2 separate regions of the Mus musculus genome follow, and region 1 is linked to region 2. A link is a contact called in public Hi-C data. All regions are on one chromosome and are shown on one strand. The core of a region is the stretch at or near the end of the contact, and the rest is flanking DNA. Distances in the headings are between cores, read along the strand shown. Region 1 overlaps Kcnk10 (potassium channel, subfamily K, member 10). Region 2 has its middle 71 kb from the start of Gpr65.

Region 1 (4,815 bases), core at 2,181-4,680, 200 kb before region 2:
CTTGCTCATTCTTACATATTTTTATGATTGGCACTCAATGTCTTAGTATATTTTCTGCTGCTACAACAAAATACCACAAACTCAATTTTTATTAAAAAGAAGAAATTTATTTCTCACAGTCACGGAAGCCAGGAAGTCTAAAATCAAGATCAATGTGTGTATCTCTGTGTTTGTACGTGTTTCTTATGCGTTCTCTTTGACCTGTTTCTTTTTTCCTGTTTGTTTGTATTGTCCTATTCTGATTTGTTTGTCTTTATTTTATCTTATTATCACTATTATTATTTTAGAACTCTGTATTCTAATGGTAGAGAGATAGAAAGGGTGTGGATTTGGGTGGGTGAGGATCTGGGACGAGTTGGGGGAGTGATCCATAATTAGAATATATTATATGTAAAAGAAATCTATTTCTAATAAGAAACAAGAAGACGCTGGCATCTGGGGTCTTCCTGCTGTGTCATCCATGGTGAAATATGAGAGGGAGGGGAGAGGGAGAGAGAAGAGGGAGAGGAGAGAGGGAGAGGGGAGAGGGGAAGAAAAAAAGGGAAAGAGGGAGAGGGAAAGAGAGGAGAGGGGGAGGGGGAGGAGGAGGGAGACCCTAGCTATTTACTTTTATTGCTGGTTTTTAAAGAGGTAGTCATTGCATTTTAGGCAACTCATGCATATGCAAATAAGCCAAGACTAAGAGATTGAGCACTTGGGATAGTGTATTGGCTGCTAATAATCCTAATGTGTATTGTTTCCTCATTAGTCATTAGAAGGGTCACGTTTACTGTAGAAGAATCAATTTAGTCAATAGAGGTACTTTATACTTAAAATTGTAATGGTCTAATGACATTTGTTTAAATATGTCAATTCAACCAAACCTGCTTTTGCAGCAAACCCACTCTTAGAAATAAGCCTACTCCCTGCACAGTGAAGTTAGCCCACTTATGAGGGCAGAGCTTGCCTGGTTGGATTACTTTTGGGGGTTTGCTGTGGGGACTGAATCTAAAGCTTCATCCATGCTAAGCACATGGCCTGCCACTGAGTCACTTTCCCCGGCCCGTCACCCTTTACTGGTCCTACTTTTCAGCACTGACACACTGGCCACCAGGTTTCTAGCACACAGACTCTGGGAACACATCAAACCATAGTGCTGTGCATAGTACTTCTAGGATCAGTCTCGGCTTGTGCGTTGTGGATGGTTAATAGCTGTGCTTCTCTCTGGTCCTTAACTTAGCGTTGGCAGACAACATACCAGCTATCCAGTGAAATTTGAATTGCAAAAGAAAATCTGGAAAAGTCTGTTTCAGGTAGTATTTGGCCTACACTTGAAATTTTGTTGTGATTATTAATCTAAAACACAAATTTAACTGGTTGCCCTGCATTTTTGCTTGCTGTATATGGAAGCTCACCTTGAATGGTCATTTTTAAATGGCTAAAATGGTGGATTTTAGCCACCAGCTCTGGTGATAATAATGCATTTACTAAATTATTTTAGCACATCTCAGAATGCCAAGTATGTAGTAGGTTCTCATCAAATGCCAGGTTTATAGAAATTGCATTATGGGTTGAAGCTATAGAGTGTGGATAGCTCCCATGAAGCCTTTAGTTCGATCTGCACTACCACATAACCCAGCTGTGGGTAGCAGCGCAGGTCTGCAAAGGAGCTGGAGACAAGAGGGTGAATGCTCAAGGCCATCCTTGGGTATTAGTGGTTTGAGGCCAGTTTGGGTGCATGAGACCACATCCTTAAAAAAAAAAAAAAAGAAAGGGGAGTAGAAAAAAAGAGAAAGGAATGAAAAAGAAAAGAAAATTGAGTCACATACGTATGCCCTGTGAAGGTGAAAGGAACCACCCACCCTGTACTTGTAGTGTGATGTAGAAAACATGAGAACTGGGCCTCAAGTGGAAGTCCTCGGTGAGTTAGTGGTGGGGCATGTTGGAATTTGTCTGTGGGATGAAACCCTTGTGCCCATGGTGCAAATGTCTGTTGAGTGGATTGCCTCCCCAGTATGATGGTTTAAGGGTAACTGGCCTCTGAAGGGCCATTAAAGTTCTCTAAGTGGCAAAGAAGTCTTGGCTCTGCCCACAAATTCCACAAGCGCCAGGGTGAGTCATTTGCTCTTTTAATTGCTTATGGCAATCTCTCTGCTTCTCTTTCCTCTCTTCTCTACGAGACGGAGGCGCCATAACCACAGAACTACTTCAGATGACCCCTTCAGAGGCAATTTCAAGGAAATGAAGCACCAGTTGAATTAAGACTATCCGATGAATTAAACATGAAGCTAGGATTTTCTGCAAATATTCTATCCCTTGGCTCAAACCTGAGAATCCGAAGATTAGATTTTACTTTCTATGAAAATGGCTCTTTTCATCTCGCGGTTTCCCTGGCTGGGTTATTTAGAAGGATCACATACCAGCAGTTAACATTCACTGAAGCTGACAGGAATTCTTTTAGTCTATATCAAGGGCTTAATGCTACTATATGCTACTATTACGTATCTAATTTGACTTAGATTTTCCAATAATAAATCTCATAGTTCCTTGGAGGTAAATACGCTTCTTCTGGCTGCTCAGTTGCATCTATCTGACCAGTCATAGAGCTTTCACCTGATTAACTCTTGAGTCTAAGGATCTATGGCGAGAAAGGATTTGGCTCTTGAAAATGTCACTGGAGCAAACTTCTGTTTACCCTTGCTTTTGGGCATCCTACCCTTAAAGAGCATAAGGAGCTGCATGAATCTTGGCAGCTTTCTAGAGGAGTCACGTGACAGCATGTGTCACCTCTGAGCCCGAGAATGAGTGCTGTGTCGCGTGGGGGTGGAGGTGAAGGTACTGTCCTCTGCTCCCCACATATGATTACTTCTACCCCAACTGCTCAGCTCCTGTGCAGCAGGGACTCTGCTGCTTGTCCCTGTGCACTTGGTGCCTCGACTCCAAGGGACACTTGATCAACTTTTGATGATTTTCTTCTGTGGACTTTATCCAAGGCATTTATAGCATGTGCGTTGAGGTTGGGATTATGCAAGACCCAGACAGAGATGAAAGGGCCCACTGTCAAGGGGCCTCCTAAAGAGTTTACTCTCTGGCATAAAGAATCGCTAGCAAGAGAGGATATTTTTGGGGATGGGATGAGGAGTTCAGCAGCTGGTGTGGAAAATTCCCTAGGAGCTGTTTCAGCCTCAAGATTGCCCAGGCAGTGCTGACTCTTGCCTTCAAGCAGAGGCCGGCTTATCCTCCAGACATGGGTGCTACTGGGAATCCACAGATCTGTCTTACTACGGGGAATCTAGTCTACGTTTTCAATAAGTCTCTTGATTCCTTGAAGACGTCTCTAATCAGAGCTATTATTATCTTAACACTCTTCAGATGAATGGATTTGTACGCCTCCAACGTCACTGTCTCCTCAGCCTCGTGAGTAATACTGGAGGCAACAGCCCTTCTAGTCGTACTCTTCCTGCAACCCACACCCATCCCTCGCCTCTGATAGCTGCATGAGCATCACAGAGATGGTGCTGATGTAGGCATCACGGATGCGCATTTAGAGGAACTTTTTTTTTCTAAGGGAGATTAACCAGAAGGTGATGCTCAAATGCAAAGCCGACTTGTAGGATGTTTCGTACAAACTGTCTTCTCCCTACGACAGATCTTGTTTATTTTTGCAGCTTCGTAGGCACAGTGAAGGAAGAAGTGTCTAAATACTTCCCCCCACCCCCCATGGAAAAAGTGTTTCTGAAGGTGGTTTCAGTGGCTGCTGTGAGCCAGGAGCACTGAGCAGTCAGGCTGGGAAACGGGGTTAGCTAGGACTGCTTGCAAAGCAGAATGTTCCAGAAGGGAGGGAGGGTTCAGTCTCCATCTCAGAGACTTGGAATAAAGGCAATGGCATACCTTGTTCAACATAGTTTATTCATTAAAATATATAGCTGGAAGCCAAGTCCAGTTTAGGTGTACTATTTGACACTTTCTGCAGAGAATTCCTTTGTAAATATGTATCTTGTCGAGTGTCTATGTCTATATGGTGTCTACTGATAGTGAGGCTAGCTTTAGTGTCTTTATAATATTTATCGTGGCAGAAGGGAAACAGGACAGGACCAGATGAGGAAGGGGGCTGTGGATTGAGAATGACAGCAGTCCCCAAGGAGATTCCATTTTCCCAGAAATAGCATCTCAGCTGTAGAGAAAGCAGAGAGTAAGAGTAGTTCTGAGAGGTACACTTCTAGGTGTTCGGGATCTATTAACTACTTTTCTCATAGGCTGCAACAAATTACCCGACAGAAGCAGCTTAAATAAGGAAGGTTTTATCCTGGCCCACAGTTCACAGTGAGGTCCTGGCGCCAGGAGCTTGAGGCGGCAGCTAACATTGTATCCACCGTCAGGAAGCTGCAAGACAAGTATCCTCTGCTCAGTTTCTTTCCCATTTGTTCAGTTCAGGCCCCTGCTGCCCACACGCAGGGTGGGGTTTTCTTGCTTCGTTAAACTTTTATGAAAATACCCTCAATGACAAGATGGGTTTGTATGGTGATTCTAAGTCTAGTTATGATGACAGTGAAGGTTAATGGTCACATAGGAGAAAATGGAAAGAAAGTTGGCTGAAGAGAAGTGTTGAACATGAAATCTAAGCTGGATGCAGAAGTGACAAGGGGGTGCAGGGAGGATGTAGCAGAGGGGAGGGCAGAAGCAGAGTGTAATTTGAGAGCAGTAAGCTGGAGGGAGAGGAGGCCCAAGTTGGTGTCTCAGTTAGCTTGGGCTGGGCTACTGTAACAAAATACCATGGGCTTCGATACTTATTTCTCCTGGGTCTAAGTCCAGTCAAGACAACCTCAGAGTCCTGTG
Region 2 (4,848 bases), core at 1,058-3,557:
CCACTTTGTTGTATTAGATAGACTCAAGGCCCCGCCCTCCTGGTGATGGATTGTATGAGTGTGCTCCACTGTGGCTCATCTTAGAAGTCCACCCTCATGGATTTCTTCCAATAACCAAAGCAACCCTCCTCTTCCTCCCAAATCTCTCCCCTCTCCTTTTCCCACTATGTGTAAATATGTTTATCTTGATATGTCCCTTCTGGTCACTTTGTATGTGTGTTTACTATTTGTCTATACTGATACATGCTTTAAAACATATTCACTTTAACTGCTATTTGAGAGTTCACGGAATGCATGTTTATAAGATATATTTATCCAGTCTCCTGTTAATAGATGCTTGTATTGTTTCTAGATTTTTTTTTTGCTATTGTAAAAAAAAGTGCTGATATGGACACTTTTATATATGTCACCTGTAGGTGGATAAGATGTATTTTGAGAATATATGTAGGAATGAAATTTTCAGGTCATAGAATATATGAATTTAACTTAAGTACAGAATGTCAAAATTTTCCAAATTCACATTTCCATCAGCAGCAGATAGATCCTGTCTCTATTTTATCTCTGACACTTGATATAGATATATTTTTACATTTTTTGCCTATAAAAAGCATGAAAATTGGTACCCTATTCTGGCCTTAATTTGCATTTCTCTGTCATTTCAGTGAAACTTTTAAACATGTCTTTCTAGGTTTGCTAGCCATGCACTTCTGTAACCGATCTGTTTGTGACTTTGCCCCGTGCTTAACTGTGTTGTTATTTTAATGTTTATTTGTAGGCATTTGTTTATATACATGGTCTTCCTTTTGTTACAAATGTAAGGAAGTTGGAAATGATCACTCAGTTGCCTTATCTGTGGATTGGAATGATAAATGGTGCTATTCTTACTTCTGAGAGCTGACAAGAGATGTGAACATGGGAGACTGTATGTAAAGGCTCTCTGTGTACTGAAAAGCAACTGGTGGCTTGCTTTAGGGGTAAAATGAGGTTGAAAATTAGGTAAATACAAAAGTATTCCTTTCAATTGGGAGGCACCACAGTGCAGTTGATTGGTTGAATGCAGAGATGTCCATGCTGGATTGATGAGTCCAAAATTGTACTTTGACCATTGCAAATTCCAGGACCTTAAGTGATTTACATGACCCTCTGCCTCAGTTTCCTAATCTATCAAATGGGAAGAGTGATAGCACATATTCCATTTGAATTTTAAAAATTAAGTGAATTAATCCTAAGAGTATTTGTTCAGCACATAATAAGTACTGCCTTAGTATTTGATGAGAGTAAAGCTTGACCAGAATTTCTACCTCCTGCTGGATGCCAAGCCAGTGTCTTTGTGATAAGATGGAAGAGAACTCCTATCACACACTCCTGTGTGTGTGCATTCTTCTAACCCTGAGTCATTTTCCAACAAAGCAAAAATAGAATTTTTTTATGAATATTTCTGAGTGAGAAATCAACAGCGGGTGGGAATCTGAGCCTAGGTCACTGACTTATGCACATAATAAAATGACACACAGGCTATGCCGTACAATCCACAGTCCTGGCTGGAGGCTTTCTTTTAGCCTTCCTTAACAGCCTGTGCTTCTGTGAGGAATGTTGAATTACTCGAGGATACTCAAGAAAGTGCGACGCCAACACAGGATAGAACTTCAATTGAACTACTGTGTGAGCCTGAGATCACATTGTAAGGCAATAGTCATTATCCAAGTAAAGTGGATTACCAATTACCACCGGAACAAAGGAAAGCAGTATTGTCCCGTATTGGCTATCTTTCCCTGGCTAATACATTGTTCTCATTTCCATCATTCTGCCTTTTCCTTTGTTCTGCAGAGCCTTTCTTGAGAGTGCTGAATCTGTAGATACTCTTATCCGCCCCTGACAGATGGAGCATGGTTCTTCTAGAGGATATATTTTTAGCAGCCTTTAAAGCTTATGTATCCGATTCTTCTGGGCAAGCATCGCCCTACTGTATTCAGAACCACCTGCGTTCAGCCTTCATGGGACTGGATGGCTGTGCCTGTGGTTGAGCTAGGAACTAGAGGCGTAAACATCGCGCTCTGTGTGTAAGCTTGTGAAGAGAGCTAATTATGCTACTCTAAGTATTAATAATACACCGTGTTAAAAACAAAACCACTTCCCAATCTCACATGGTTCCATTTCCTGTTCCCATCCTCTTACTCTGCACTCAGAACTTGATATAACACAGTTCGTTAGGCTAAATCTTTATCACAGGCTTAATATGATCATGGCAAGCCTTCTGCTTACCCACTGCTATATAACAATGCCCTAAAAGCACATTGGTTTAAAAATACACTATCATCATCACTCTCATCACCACCGTCAGCATCACGATCATCCTCAGCCTCATCGTCATCGTCATCGTCGTCGTCATCATCATCATCATCAGTCCTGGCTCTCTGGGTATTGAGGCTTAGGTTAGCAATTTCTGACAAGATCTCTCACACAGTTATGGTTAGACAGCTGCAGAGTTGAGGTCATAAGAAAGTTCACCTGTACTGGACACCCAAGGTGGCCCCATCTCTCAAGGGTCAGCTCCCTTGGGTCTCCTCCATGTAGCAACATTCTGCTACATCTTGTTCTTCAAGGAAATCGAAGGCCAATCTAAAATCGTCCCAGATAATGGAGTGACATACGGGTACAAAGAGGAAAGGGATTGGTGGTGATGATCTCCAGGGGAAAGCTATTGTACTGCTTCTGCCCATTAAGAAGCCATCAGGAAACCCGCTGTAAGAAACACGGGGGCTTAAGGGAAGCAGTTGCCAGTTAAGGACTTTTCATGTTTTACATCTCAGCTGAAGCATCCTCAGGTCACCCTTGAAATGACCTGCCATTAGATTAAGCTCCTTTGTATTTTTCTTTCATAGCATTTGTAATTTCACGTCTCTGTGACTGCTGACTTAATGTGTCACCAAGACCAGACTGAACCCCACAAAGGCAGGAACTTCTATTTATACACTCTGTAGAGTCTCTGAATTTTCCTCTCTCATTTTAAAACATACGAATTTCAAAACAACTGCTGGTTTATGCTGTAGAACTACAAGTTTGTGTGTGGCCACACCACTTTGCGTTTATCTATGATGACTAGAGGATGGTTTATGCTGTAGAATTACGATTTTGTGTGTGGCCACACCACTTTGCATTTATCTATGATAACTAGAGGATGAACGTCTTTAAGGGAAATCTTGAGCAGCACATTCACATTTAACGTGTGTAAAATAATTAAAATCTTATAGTTGGGGTCAGCAGAGCTTGATCGACAAAGGGCTGGAAAGTTCATGAAACACAGTGTCAACACACTTTCAAAGTTTCTCAGCAGTAATAGCATTAATTTCTGGTTAGTTGTCTATCATTTTCTGAGACTTTTAGAGAGTTAATGTCTGGGACAATGAGATAAAGAGTTAAAAAATCCGTGTTCTGGATACGAGCTTGTTAGGTGATTTTGAGTAAAAGGGAAACATGACTGTATTCATACTTAAAAGAAATATTCCAGCTAGTGGGTGGAGTCTAGAGTATAGTTTATGGGTGGTGTGAGCACACCAGTCCAAAAGCTACTAGAAATGGCCAAGCTGTGACTAGAAGATAAGCCAAGAACGGAGGCAAGATTCTAGAAGAACAGCAGAGAGAGAGAGAGAGAGAGAGAGAGAGAGAGAGAGAGAGAGAGAGAGAGAGAGATTTAAAATTGTGTCATACTTGTAGTTTAAAATTCCAGGATGTCTCAGCCAAGAATGTAAGGGCTGCTTTTAAATCTATGACAGGCTGTTGTAGGAAAGATGGATGAAAATTATTCTAAGTCCCCAGTGGCAGGAACATGAGAGGAAACTGCAAACCATGAGGTCTCTGCTCAGAGCAGGGAAGTGTGTGATGCTTAGCTGCTGAGACTTTCTGGGGGGGGGGGGGGAGTCAGAGAGCTCCCGTCCCTGAATGTCTTCCAGCGGAGGATGGAGGAACCACCGAGGAGTTCTGTGGAGTCTCAGAGGGTCTGGATAATGTTGGGGTCTTTGGGGAGCAGGACATCAACAGAGGCAATTCATTATGGTGTACTCCTCTCGGAACTTTATACAAAAGAACTGAGTGTTTGTCATGGAACGGACATTAACTAGAACCAGGAAACTGCAGTTGCTGATTTCTATCGCAGAGGCACATGAAATGAAATGATGTCTTACTCCTTGGTGGCCCATGTCTGAACAGTTTCCTTCAATCCATCCTTAAGGGAAGAGTCTTGAACTGGTTTAGAAAAAAAAATGTAGCTTCACCAGGCAGTGGTGGCACACATCTTTAAACCTAATGCTTAGGAGGCAGAGGCAGGCAGATGGATTTCTGTTTGTTTGAGGTCAGCCTGATCTACAGAGCACGTTCCAGGACAGCCAGGGCTACACAGAGAAACTCTGTGTCAAAAAAGAAAAAGGAAAAAATATATAAGAAAAAAAGGGAAAGACAAAGGAAAAAATCTAGCTTGAAACTCTCTCTGTATATTTGGGAATTGTACATATTTTGCCATATTTTCTGGTTACCATTAACTTTTCACTTATCAAACAGGAACAACATTACTCATGACTTGGTTTTGGTCTTTTTTTTTTTAATACAGTTTTTGTAAGAAATAATCTTTACAAAGTTCTCAGGAGTTATTGCATTTTAATACATGGAGACAATGTCTGAAAAAATCACACACACACACACACACACACACACACACACACACACAGAGAGAGAGAGAGACAGAGAGAGAGACAGAGACAGAGACAGAGACAGAGTGAATCTGTCGCCATCAGATGTCTTATTCAGTTGTACTCTACCTTTTTTTTTTTTGACCCAAGAGCTCACTGATTTGAC

Evidence for each region. Hi-C and Micro-C count contacts between places; a contact is called where the count stands out from the background.
Region 1: a Hi-C map of cortical neurons shows a contact between it and region 2. The contact joins two enhancer-like sites. A contact is called at or near these places in 2 of 484 Hi-C or Micro-C datasets (cortical neurons and nephron progenitors) and 1 of 9 other capture datasets (liver).

The regions. Positions count from the first base shown.
Region 1 is chr12:98,534,191-98,539,005 of GRCm38.p6, reverse strand. The region is part of intron 1 of Kcnk10 (potassium channel, subfamily K, member 10); the gene reads left to right. Among named protein-coding and RNA genes, the nearest start is that of Gm40893, 13 kb to the right of the region's middle. Within about 2 kb of position 3,430, at least 23 of the 459 cell types and tissues checked have an H3K27ac peak or open chromatin away from gene starts, as enhancers often do. A contact at or near this core is called in cortical neurons, where this site is marked.
Region 2 is chr12:98,336,825-98,341,672 of GRCm38.p6, reverse strand. No RefSeq gene overlaps it. Among named protein-coding and RNA genes, the nearest start is that of Gpr65, 71 kb to the right of the region's middle. Within about 2 kb of position 2,307, at least 6 of the 459 cell types and tissues checked have an H3K27ac peak or open chromatin away from gene starts, as enhancers often do. A contact at or near this core is called in cortical neurons, where this site is marked.